Regions from separate parts of the Mus musculus genome. Here all the other regions are linked to region 1. The links are chromatin contacts, called in public HiChIP or PLAC-seq maps. All regions are on one chromosome and are shown on one strand. The core of a region is the stretch at or near the end of the contact, and the rest is flanking DNA. Distances in the headings are between cores, read along the strand shown. Region 1 overlaps Ank3 (ankyrin 3, epithelial). Region 2 has its middle 26 kb from the start of Ank3. Region 3 overlaps Slc16a9 (solute carrier family 16 (monocarboxylic acid transporters), member 9). Region 4 overlaps Ccdc6 (coiled-coil domain containing 6).

What was found. HiChIP or PLAC-seq counts read pairs in DNA pulled down with a chosen protein or histone mark.
Region 2: a contact with region 1 is called in a FOXA1 HiChIP or PLAC-seq map of pancreatic cancer cells. The contact joins two enhancer-like sites. A contact is called at or near these places in 1 of 15 datasets of contacts at CTCF or cohesin (the NIH/3T3 cell line) and 1 of 115 datasets of contacts at active chromatin or transcription factors (pancreatic cancer cells).
Region 3: an H3K27ac HiChIP or PLAC-seq map of extraembryonic endoderm stem cells shows a contact between it and region 1, with 2.9 times the contacts expected there. The contact joins two enhancer-like sites. A contact is called at or near these places in 1 of 484 Hi-C or Micro-C datasets (olfactory sensory neurons) and 5 of 115 datasets of contacts at active chromatin or transcription factors (the NIH/3T3 cell line, embryonic stem cells, extraembryonic endoderm stem cells and 1 more).
Region 4: an H3K27ac HiChIP or PLAC-seq map of extraembryonic endoderm stem cells shows a contact between it and region 1. The contact joins two enhancer-like sites. A contact is called at or near these places in 1 of 15 datasets of contacts at CTCF or cohesin (embryonic stem cells), 3 of 484 Hi-C or Micro-C datasets (cerebral cortex, embryonic stem cells and uterus), 7 of 115 datasets of contacts at active chromatin or transcription factors (embryonic stem cells, extraembryonic endoderm stem cells and trophoblast stem cells) and 1 of 9 other capture datasets (embryonic stem cells).

What each region holds. Positions count from the first base shown.
Region 1 is chr10:69,871,131-69,873,830 of GRCm38.p6, forward strand. It overlaps Ank3 (ankyrin 3, epithelial), which reads left to right. Exons shown (of 43, transcript NM_146005.3): 10 at 1-69. Among named protein-coding and RNA genes, the nearest start is that of Gm33416, 6.1 kb to the left of the region's middle. Within about 2 kb of position 1,316, at least 145 of the 459 cell types and tissues checked have an H3K27ac peak or open chromatin away from gene starts, as enhancers often do. A contact at or near this core is called in the NIH/3T3 cell line, extraembryonic endoderm stem cells, pancreatic cancer cells and 1 more, where this site is marked.
Region 2 is chr10:69,506,544-69,509,243 of GRCm38.p6, forward strand. No RefSeq gene overlaps it. Among named protein-coding and RNA genes, the nearest start is that of Ank3, 26 kb to the right of the region's middle. Within about 2 kb of position 1,373, at least 29 of the 459 cell types and tissues checked have an H3K27ac peak or open chromatin away from gene starts, as enhancers often do. A contact at or near this core is called in pancreatic cancer cells, where this site is marked.
Region 3 is chr10:70,262,294-70,264,993 of GRCm38.p6, forward strand. The region is part of intron 2 of Slc16a9 (solute carrier family 16 (monocarboxylic acid transporters), member 9); the gene reads left to right. Among named protein-coding and RNA genes, the nearest start is that of Slc16a9, 18 kb to the left of the region's middle. Within about 2 kb of position 1,443, at least 38 of the 459 cell types and tissues checked have an H3K27ac peak or open chromatin away from gene starts, as enhancers often do. A contact at or near this core is called in the NIH/3T3 cell line and extraembryonic endoderm stem cells, where this site is marked.
Region 4 is chr10:70,131,169-70,133,868 of GRCm38.p6, forward strand. The region is part of intron 1 of Ccdc6 (coiled-coil domain containing 6); the gene reads left to right. Among named protein-coding and RNA genes, the nearest start is that of Gm51771, 22 kb to the left of the region's middle. Within about 2 kb of position 1,288, at least 86 of the 459 cell types and tissues checked have an H3K27ac peak or open chromatin away from gene starts, as enhancers often do. A contact at or near this core is called in extraembryonic endoderm stem cells and uterus, where this site is marked.

The DNA of each region.
Region 1 (2,700 bases), core at 66-2,565:
CACTGCGGCCATTACAAAGTTGCCAAGGTTCTTTTGGATAAGAAAGCTAGCCCCAATGCCAAAGCCCTGGTGAGTAGTCCTGCCATCCAACCCAAGCGAGGGTCTTGCCAGCGGCACATGATGCATCGCGTGTGGAGGGATTGCTCTTCCAGAGACAAAGACGGAATGCCCATTAAATCACTGTACTTTGTTAATCTTTCCAAATGTCCTTGGGAGTAGACAAAGCCTCCTGTGCTGGTGGGAATAAAGCTGACAGTGCAAAACGGCTGGTTCTTCAGGGCCCCACTCAGGTTCCTCTTACCTGAGAGAGAGCCTGACATTAAACGGTTATAAAAAAGACCGACCTGAACAGCTTCATTCACCTCACTGCGGTAATGTTATGATTCCTCCAGTTAGAGGGGTTTTGTTGTTTTCTTTCTGACGTATAGAATCTTGAAGCAAACTAGACATGACTGCCAGCCCTTGTAAGGCTGAGTCAGGAGGATTACTATGAGTTCAAAATCAGCCTGATCTACAGAAGGAGACTTTCTTTCAGATAAAAATAATGATAATGTACATATGTATGAATGATATGTATGTATGTACATATATATTATACATTTATACATGCATGTGTATATGTGTGTGTGTATGTATGTATACACACATATACATACATATATACATTATACATACATGCATATAAACAGACAGCTGGGCATAATGTCAAGAGCAGGAGAGCTCTGAGTTTGAGGCCAGCCAGGTCTGGCTAGTCCCAGGCTAGCCAGAGCTACATAGTGAGACCCTGTCTTAAAAAATAATAATACTATTTGTCCAAGAATTTGTGAGCTTAAATGATATTAACCTTTGTTGTTGTTTTGTTTTTTAATAAGACAATGCTTGCTATTGTTAAAGTAAATAACCCTTAGTACGGTTGAAATAAATAATCCCTAGTAAAGTGTTGACATTTCATTCAGAGTAAGCCCAGGCACTCAGAGAAAGAACGAAAATGCCCAGTCCCGGGGAAGACGTTGATTGACTAGTGATTTTGAGGTATAGGTTGACTCCAGCCAACCCTTCCTGGCAGGCTTCTGCTTCCCTCAAACGCTGCCTTGTGACCTTGCCTTCAGAACCTCTGTGCCTCTGCCTCAGGGGGGCCTGAAATTCAGTGGAGAGGAGGGAGCTTGGCACTCAGTACACAGCCGGCAGCGCCTTGGTCTTTGGAAACCCAACAGCGTCTACCAAAAAAAGTATTTTAGGAGCTGCTGGCCTGCCCAGTGTGTCAGAAGCCTCTGCCTTCTGAGAAGGGAGGGGACCTCTGAATGGCCATGAGTCACTCTTTTTCCATAGGAGAAAAAAAAAAAAAGTAAGGCTCTAAAGCAGGACGTGGCTTAACTTTCATTTTCCTATGACTCAAGTTTTCCCAACAGAGGGACATTGTAGTCAGTTACCCTGGGATGGATTATAGCCAAAAAGGAAAGAAAGAAAAGATAAGAAAAGCATTCCTGGGACCTGCCCAGGGGCACCTGCTGTATCTTTGTGTGGTGAACCTCCGTCTTTGTACGGGTCCCTACTGACGGCTGAAACAGGCGGCCCAGTCTCAGCTGTTGGACAGAGAACGGTTGGGTGGGTAATTTGTTTAAACGCCAATTCTTTTATGAGAGTAAACCTTTGAGCAAATGAGCTGCACGCCATTGAGTCACCTGAGATCCTGGGTCCTTAGAGTAAGCCCATGCTCGAGCCTTTTGGTTTGGTGTGGTTTTCGCTTTTGCTTTTTTGCGATAGGGTCTCTCTGAATAATCCCGGTTCTCCTGGAATTCACTGTGTAGACCAGGCTGGCCTCGAACACAGAGATCCACCTGCCTCTGCTGGGATTAAAAGCCTTGTGACACCACTGTCCCTCTGCTGCTGCGTGTTTGAGTCTTAAGAAAGGAAACTCTCTGGAGCTTGTCCTGAGAATGTCCTGTCACACAGGGGACAAGTCTGAGCAGGCCTTGGCAAAGGTTGACTGTGCAGACAGACTTGATGCTTGTGTTTTCCCCAGCTGTATTTGAAGTAAGCTCCTTAATTCAACCCATAGAGGGATGGGAAGGGCTCAGTGAACACACTCTGGTCCTTTACAACGGAGTCTCAGAAGGCTCGGGCTAAATGCCTGGGAACCCAGGTACAAGGCAGGACACCTCTCTCGGAAGCAAACCCATCCTCTCCGGATTTAGGAGTTTGATGTTCTGAGTTTACAAATCCGGACAGCGGTGCTTTATAAGGCTGTGTTTCTTGTACAAAGTTGTCCAGAGGCAGGAAGAGAGTGGGTGCTTTGAGTGAAATAAAAGAAATAAAAAGGAGAGGAAAGGACATGACCGCTCCTAGGTATGGTGGAGGAGAAAGTTTATTATAGATATAAGAGAGACACAGAGGCAGACTCGTCTGGTAGAGACTTGAGTGGTCATGACCCTGACCACCTGTGGGACAGGAGAAAGGAGAGAGGGAAAACAAGTATAATAGCCAGGAGGACAAAGGTACAAAAGGAGCAAAAGGGGGTGGGGGAGGGGGAGGGGGAGAGGATTATACAGGGGAGAGCCTCTGGGGTAAGGGCAGCCCAGCCCCTAGGCTGGAAAGTTCAGGATAGAGGGCAGAGTATGCCAGCCATACCCTGAAACAGGTAGGGACTGAAGGATGCTGGGAGAACCTGGAGGCCAGGTCCACTTTGATTGTTAAATAGGC
Region 2 (2,700 bases), core at 123-2,622, 360 kb before region 1:
AACAACATCATTTTTTTAAAAATATTTTTTATTAGGTATTTTCCTCCTTTACATTTCCAATGCTATCCCAAAAGTCTCCCATACCCTCCCCCCCACCTCCCCTACCCACCCACTCCCACTTTTTGGCCCTGGCGTTCCCCTGTACTGGGGCATATAAAGTTTGCAAGTCCAATGGGCCTCTCTTTCCAGTGATGGCCGACTAGGCCATCTTTTGATACATGTGCAGCTAGAGACAAGAGCTCCGGGGTACTGGTTAGTTCATATTGTTGTTCCACCTATAGGGTTGCAGATCCCTTTAGCTCCTTGGGTACTTTCTCTAGCTCCTCCATTGGGGGCCCTGTGATCCATCCAATAGCTGACTGTGAGCATTCACTTCTGTGTTTGCTAGGCCCCTGAACAACATCATTTTCAACCTCAGCAGGTTCTAGAAACACAATGGTGTTAGCATTCCTTCTAGGCTCCGCCCCACAGTTACCTGGGAACAGCCAGGTGTGCCTGACTCACTATAAAAGGGGCTGCTGGCCCCCTCCTCACTCTCTTCCCTCTCTTCCCTCTCAGTCCCTTCTCTCCCTATTTCCCTCCCCCCTCTTTCTGCACATGTTCATGACCAGCCTCTCCCCCTCCCTCTCCCTCCCCTCTCCCTCTCCCTCTCCCTTCCTTCTCCCTCTCCCTTCCCTCTCCCTCTCTCTGTCTCTATTTCCCTCAACTCCCCTCCCCATGCCCTGAATAAACTCTCCTCCATACTATACTGTCCTGTGGCTGGTCCCTCAGGGGGAAGGGATGCCTCAGCATGAACCCGCAGAGGCGCCCCCTTCCACCTCATCATACCTCACTCTACCATACACATCCCTGGCTTCCTTTCCTTTTTATAAAACACAACAAATGGAGACCAGCTCCTGGGCAAGTCTGTGAGAGAGCATCTACTTTAGGTTAGTTGAGGTGGGCGGTCCCACGTTAACCGTGTGCCTACCATGGTCATACCATGGACCTGTACTGAATAAGACAGAGAAGGTAAAGGAGCAGTTTGTGCGTCTCTCTGTGCTTGCCAGCTGCAGATGCCGAGCAACCAGCTACTTCTTGTTCTAGCTGCCGTGACTTCATGACCATGCTTTGACTGGACCACAGAACTGTGAGCCCAATTGGACCCTTCCTTCCTTAAGTTGCTTCTTCTCAGGCATGGTGTCATAGCAACGGGAACTGTAAGCAGTACCCTTGGCAAATGAACAAGCTCTGAATTTTTTAATCATTTCACCAGCCCGCCACAGGTCCTCAGCACACAATTTTAAGGATGCGTCTTCAGGGGTTAATAACAAGCCAGGAAGTTAGTCATCCTTTCTATTTACCATTAGTACTTAGGAAATCGTCATCTTAGGAACACTATTTCTGACATGAGTCATGGGAATCTGTTTCTGTATCATAATGGTTGTAAATATTCAGTGTGGCAGAACCTTTCGACCACGTACTGATGTTTCACTCTGAATCACTGAGAAAACATCTGCTTTTCTAGGGGACGCTTTTCTATAAAATGCCATTCGATAAAAAGACCTGGTGAGTTCTTCTTGAAATGAATAGACCCAGTTACAACTCCCATATTTTGAATTAAGTCAAATATACTGATTCATTTTGCAAGGACTTGGAAATTAACATTATAACAATTGGTTCATTTCAAATTTCAAAGGAGATATTTTCTTTCTTATATAAAGAAACAGTAATATAATGAAGGGTCCATTTGTTCTACTTCATTTTGCCAAGTAACTCATAAAGTAATTCATAAAGTAAAGGGAAAAGTTTACCTTAAAAGAAGAGAAACCACTACATGAGTTTATGAATATTGCCAAAATTGAGGATGTTGGTGATAAAGCTGTCTGCCATGCTGTCTGTCACAGATGATCTGATGGTTGGCCTGGCTACATTTAAATTGTGTAGTAGTAAGTGAGTTGAGTTGATACTCTGTCCTGATGTCTCACATCATTATGGTTTTTGTTTTTTGTTTTGTTTTGTTTTGTTTTTGGTTTTGGTTTTTCGAGACAGGGTTTCTCTGTGTCGCCCTGGCTGTCCTGGAACTCACTCTGTAGACCAGGCTGGCCTCAAACTCAGAAATCTGCCTGCCTCTGCTTCCCAAGTGCTGGGATTAAAGGCGTGCACCAAGATGCCGGGCACATCATTATGTTTTGATACAATGTTGCTGGATTGCTGATTGGTTTGTGTCTTGGTGTTCTTAGGGGTATAAATGCATGTGTGTATGTTCAGTGTACATATCACACACATGGACGTCAGAGGGGCAACACTGGTTATCACTCCACTAGCTCAGGTCTGGTTCCTCTGGAGCCATCTACATCTTTTTAATTATTTATTTGTGTGTGTGTATGTGATGTATCTGCAACCATGAATGTGTGCCATTGTACACACCTAGAGGTCAAAGGCAACTTGTGGGCATTGGTTTTTAAGTTGTCAAGCTTTGTAGTCAGTGCCCTTACCATACCATCAGTCCCACATTGTCTTTAGAGACAGAATCTGCCTTGGAACTCAGCAAGTAGGCTAAGCTGGGGTCCTGAACCCACCCCCCTTTGTCTCCTCAGCCCTGGCACACGTTCCTGCCTAGCTTTTTATCTAGGTTTCAAGATTTGAGTTTCAAACAAAGACCTCTCTAAGTCATCGTCAATAACAGGATTAGCTTTCTGTTCCATGTTCTAAAGCCTC
Region 3 (2,700 bases), core at 193-2,692, 390 kb after region 1:
CAAGGTGCAGAGAGCTGACCTGCCTGGGTAAATAGCAGTTCAAGTGGGGCTGCCTCAAGCAGAGGGAACACACTGAGTAGTTGAGGCTGCAGGGGGGACACAGTTGATCTTATGACCCACACCTGCTGTCTGATGAGATGTCAGTGTGTGCCTCTATACCCCCAAATTTGGTGTCCTTCACTTTTACTTGACCCAAGGAAGAGGGTTACATCTAACGGGAGCGATAAGCTTAGAGGTATGGTTTATCTGGGGTGGTCTCGATCCATCTTCCTGTGCCTGATTCAGCTGGGTTAACTTGTGAGTAGATGGGGTTTTGTTGGCCCGCACAACCAAGATGTAGAATCCATTCTCAGCATTTGCCCTAGAGATGGAGCAAATTTCAGTTTTATAAGGAGTCATTTGGGGCCAAAGCAATATGACTATACAGGGTGGAGTCAAGTCCTGTAGAACAGGACACAGCCCATCCCCGTGGGCATGCCAAGAGAGTTTACAAAATGCATGCCTACTATGGGTCTTGTAGTCTCAGGGTGTAGACACGAGGAGGCGTGGGGTCGTCTCTGGAGATTCCTGGATAAAATTAACCAAGGCAAGGCCCAAGAAAGTTGTATTTATTTGGAAGCTAAATGAGATTGTAATCCAAGCAGGCAGGCCTAAGACAGCCTTACACATAAGCTCCGGGGTTTTCCAGAATGAAGCTTTATTCATAGCAAAGAGCTTAGAAGTTGCGTGACTTGTGAGTCAGGCGTTCTGATTAGTGCAAAGGTGGGGATGGGGTGGGGGAAGGACAATCAGGCTGTCTAGAAAGAAAGGCAAAGTCTGAGTCCTTCGTAGGGTGGGGGTCCATTGTACTGAAGGTCAGATAAGCTTCACAGTATTTGGAAGGTTCGTGTGTAACTGAGGTGAGTGTGTCTGGGCTTGTTCAAAAGTTCCATTGTGTATGGGTGTTACCTGTAGTGTGATTGGTGTCAGCCTACCCCCTCTATTTTCAGTGTCTTCCCCCAGAGCTCTGTGTGTGTGTGTGTGTGTGTGTGTGTGTGTGTGTGTGTGTGCACGTGCTCATGCGCATCAGTGCATGCGCATCTGGGCACATGTAGATAGAGACTAGAGATCAATCTTAAGTCCTTCCTTAGGTGTCACAACACCTCCGGCTGTCAGATTCAGCGAGGTTACCCAGGCAGTGAGTCCTGGGGAACTCCTCAGGGAACCTCCAGTCCCCCATCTCCCAGCAATGGGATTCCAGCATAGATCACCAAACCCTTCTTTCTAGAAGGTTCTGCAGAGGAGCTCAGGTCTTCGTGCAAAGCAAGTACTTTATCAACAGAATGACCTCATCAGTCTTTGCTTCCTTTTCTTTTTCTTGACTAGTTTTATTGAGATCGTCTGAGGTGGGCTGACAGGAAAGTGGGTTGTCATGGGTAGGCAGGCAAGGAGCCAGCAGGCCTTGAAGAATCTTTGGATGGCTCAGACCCAGAGCGTGCACTGTTCATGACACATTCCGGGGAGATGAGTTTGACTGAAGAAGAAGGCTTATGGTGGGAGAGGAGAAGGTTAGTTCTCTTTGTCAATTTTACTAAGCTACATTCCTTCTTTGGTTGCTTAAGTCCTGAAGTTGGCAGAGCTGGGTTTGCTGAAGACGTTAAGTATGCAATCGGCTTTCAGAAAAAGAGCTTATCCTAATCTGGGTGGACTCCAGAGAAGAATGGAACTTTCCCAGAAAAAAAAAAAAAAAGCAGCTCTGCCTGAGAGTCCCAGCTTGCCTCTCCTGGTGGCTTGCCCTGCTGATCTTAGATTTGCTTACCTAGGCAAGCATCTCATGGCCCTTAGCCCACAGAGCCCTTGCAATAAATTTCCCAGTGTGTTTCCTGTTGGTTTTGTTTCTGCAGTTGGTTGATTCAGACGAGCATAGAACGGGTAGTAGGTCGCTGAATCAGATGACTGCCATGTCTAGAAGAAGTCTGAGATGTGCTTAAGCAGCCCCCCCAAATCTCCAACTCCCACCTCCACCCTCCCCAACCCCCTACCCCGTCCACATGCCATTCTCCAAGTACAAGGAGGGGAATGGAGCCAACTTTGTTACTGAAACAATGGGGGACTCTCTGGTCCTCTAGTTTGAGGTTCAAGGCAGACTTAGCAGTCCCCCCACCTCCCAGTTTTGGTTTTCATTCTTCTAGCCTTCCATGTGCCACCATGAGTCAGTAGCCAACTAAGTCGCTGCAGGCAGGTCCGCTGGCTCAACGTGTTTTGAACGCTGCCAGGGCTGCAGATAAGAATTAGCCCTGAGCTGCAAAGTACCCTTAACTCCTTTGAGGACTGACTTGGACTGACTTACATCCTTCAGTAGGAGTCTGTGGCATAGGCGAGTTCCCATGTGCAGGCCTTTTTGGGCTGGCAACTAAATGGGCTTTGGTTATTGTCCCCCCACCCCAACACATACCATTACGTACAAATACCAGAAAGCAACCAGCCAGCAAAAGTCAACCAATACTTATGTGATCAAAGGTTGTCTTTCTTCGAGTGAGTTTGAGATCCATGATGTCAGCTGCAGCAAAGAGGGAGGAGCCAGCCACACTAGACTCCTACCTACTGAGGAAGACTCAAGGCACTCACATGACCGGGTCCTTCTAGTAGGAAATTCTCCTTGCACACAGGGTCCACCCATTTACCACAGGATTATTTCTCATTGTATGCTGGCTAACTTAT
Region 4 (2,700 bases), core at 38-2,537, 260 kb after region 1:
GAGATACCTAGCTTCAGCATGTCCGATAGGGTGATCAGGAAAGACACCCAGTGTCACTTACACCCACATACACAACTCCACACGTGGCCACACACACACACACACACACACACACACACACACACACACCAATACACGTCTCAATGACTGTAGCTCCCTGTGTTTGCCTGGGTTGGAGAACAGGAGGCAAGCTGACGTATTTTCATCAGACACTAATATGTCTCTTCGTCACCTTCCTAATAAAAGTGTAATGTCCTGCCTCTTCCTGGCCTTTTACTGGGTTACCGTGCTTGTGGCATGGTTAATGCGTTGGCTGCATTTGCCTGGTAAATGTGTAAGGAAATGAGTGTCTACACATACAGCAACTGCTGCCTCTCTATTTCCTTCTGACGTGCAAGCCAGGAGCTGCATCGTGTTGGATGCAGGCAGTGTCCCAGTCAGTGAGTTGGGGAACATTCCTTCTTCATGAAGAAACACTTAAGACGATGCAACCCATGTCCTTACTAATTTTGAAAGCTAGACAGACCTTCCCCAGTTTACTACAGAACCTCCAGAAATAGAGATAAATGTGTTTTTAAAAATCTTGAATGAAGCCTGGAGGCTCCTTTGGAATATTAAGGATAAGGGATGTGGAAATGTGTTTTCGTAGCTCCTTACAGGTGAGGTGCTTTAGAGGATTTGTGTGTGTGTGTGTGTGTGTGTGTGTGTGTGTGTGTGTGTATACACACGAGTGTTGTTTGAGGAGTAAGCTACTTTCCCAAGGAGTGTAAGACTTGCATCCTCCAGTCTTGGGGTTTACAACAGATCTTCACTCTCTACTGAGATGTGGACACTGGTCGTCCCGTGGCCAGATACTGGCCAGGGCGGTTTCTTAGTCTTCAGGGAATCCTTGCTTGATTCTTCCTGTTCCTCCCAGCCAGGAGTTTTCCTGGCCTGGAGCACTTCAGTTCCTATCTCTAGCTACAGTGCTGCTGCCCTCAACCCCCACCCCTCCTTGTGTTTCTGGTTTCTCTTGTTATGGACATCGGGAGTTACTGTAGGGCCCACCCTCATGACCTCATCTTAGCTTTATCTGAAGAGACTTTATTTCCAAATAAGGTCACCCTCGGGACTCACTGGTCCTTGGGAATTAGGACTTTGACCTATCTATTGGGAGGGACCCACTCCATCCCATAACTGGTATGGAATATGGAAAATAATTCTGAGCAAGCAGGATGGATAAGGTAATGCTGCCGGTGGATTGGCCCAGCAGAGCCTTCAGACAGCTGTGAACGAACAGTCTCAGGAAGTGTGATAAGGCCGAGAGACTGGCTAGAGTGCCAGGCAGCTTGGCTGGGTTCTTGGCCAAGTGGCTGTAATTCTTGGTTTTCAGTCTTTGGGGAACTATAGTTAACAGGATTCAAGACCACCCTTATCCCCATTGCACTGGGCAGCAAGCTTTCCAGGAGGCTCCTTCAGGAGAGATTGAGGTCTTTCTCCTCTCTTGTTACCCTTCCACCCCTAAATCTGGAATGCTCTACTACAGTGGAACACACACACACACACACACACACACACACACACACACAGAGCATACGATCACAAGGAGTTAATGTAGTCTTGCTCCTGTACTCAGGTGTCCAAGCAGAAGAAAACCTTCACACTGGAAATGAGTCCTTAAGAGCAAGGTTTATAGTCTTCCTACCTCTCCCTCGGGAAGGCGCGAAAGAGCATCACACCTCCACAGAACAAACACCAGCCAGCTGTCTCTTAAGCACAAGTCAGAGGGAAGTCAGTTCTCTGAATTGTCATGCTCCTAGACACTTAAAGCAAGCACAGGATGCAGCGATGGGCTGAAGGGAATAAATAACCAGGGCCAAATAGATGAGTTGGGACAGTACAGGATACAGTTTTCAGCATGGTCTTTGTAACAGCATGACAGAAGCTTTGGAAGTGACCACCGTGTCCAGCCGTAAGGAGATAGATATCGCCCCCATCACTGTCCGTTGCTCGCCCTTCTGCCATCAGTATGGCTTCTCTTGAAGGAGTTGATGTTTCCTGCACTCTGATAAGTGTATTTGCTCTTGGATCAGCTTTGCTCGGCTGAAGCTGCAACTGGTGAAGGCAGATCAGCGAAGGGAGCAGGGGCCAGCCAGCTCATAGCATTGCCTCGCTGGTGCTTAGATCTTGGGTGTGGTTAGGGAGCAAGATGATAGATAGGGTAGTTCTGGGGAACCCTCAGGTGGGGATCTTGCAACACCTTCTTATCTCTTCACACCTCAGACATAGTCGTGGTTGGGCAGCGTTTCACATTGTAGCATAGTTAGGGTGGGTGTGATTGGCTTCTTGCCAGCTGGAAAGGCCACCAGCATTTGCTGTGTAAAGGAAGGAATTTGACTGTTGTGGCGGGGGTGTGGGGTGGGGGTGGGGGTGGGGGGAGATCCTTCTGTTAGAAAGTAAAGCAGTAATCTTCTATCTGGCAGGTACACATAGCATAGGTGGGTGTGCGCATAAAGAGGAAGAAAGACTCCTTTCTCCAACGTCCACAGAACCCCTGCTTCCCAAACTGAGACCCAGGCCATTTTGTTTCCGTACCATCCTTCAGTCACTTTGTGGCCCGGATGCGCTGTTGAAAGCTGGCCTAGGGAACCGAATTTGCAATTAGATTGCCGTAGAGAATGTTGTCCTAACTGTCACATAAACTAGAACATTTTTAACTTG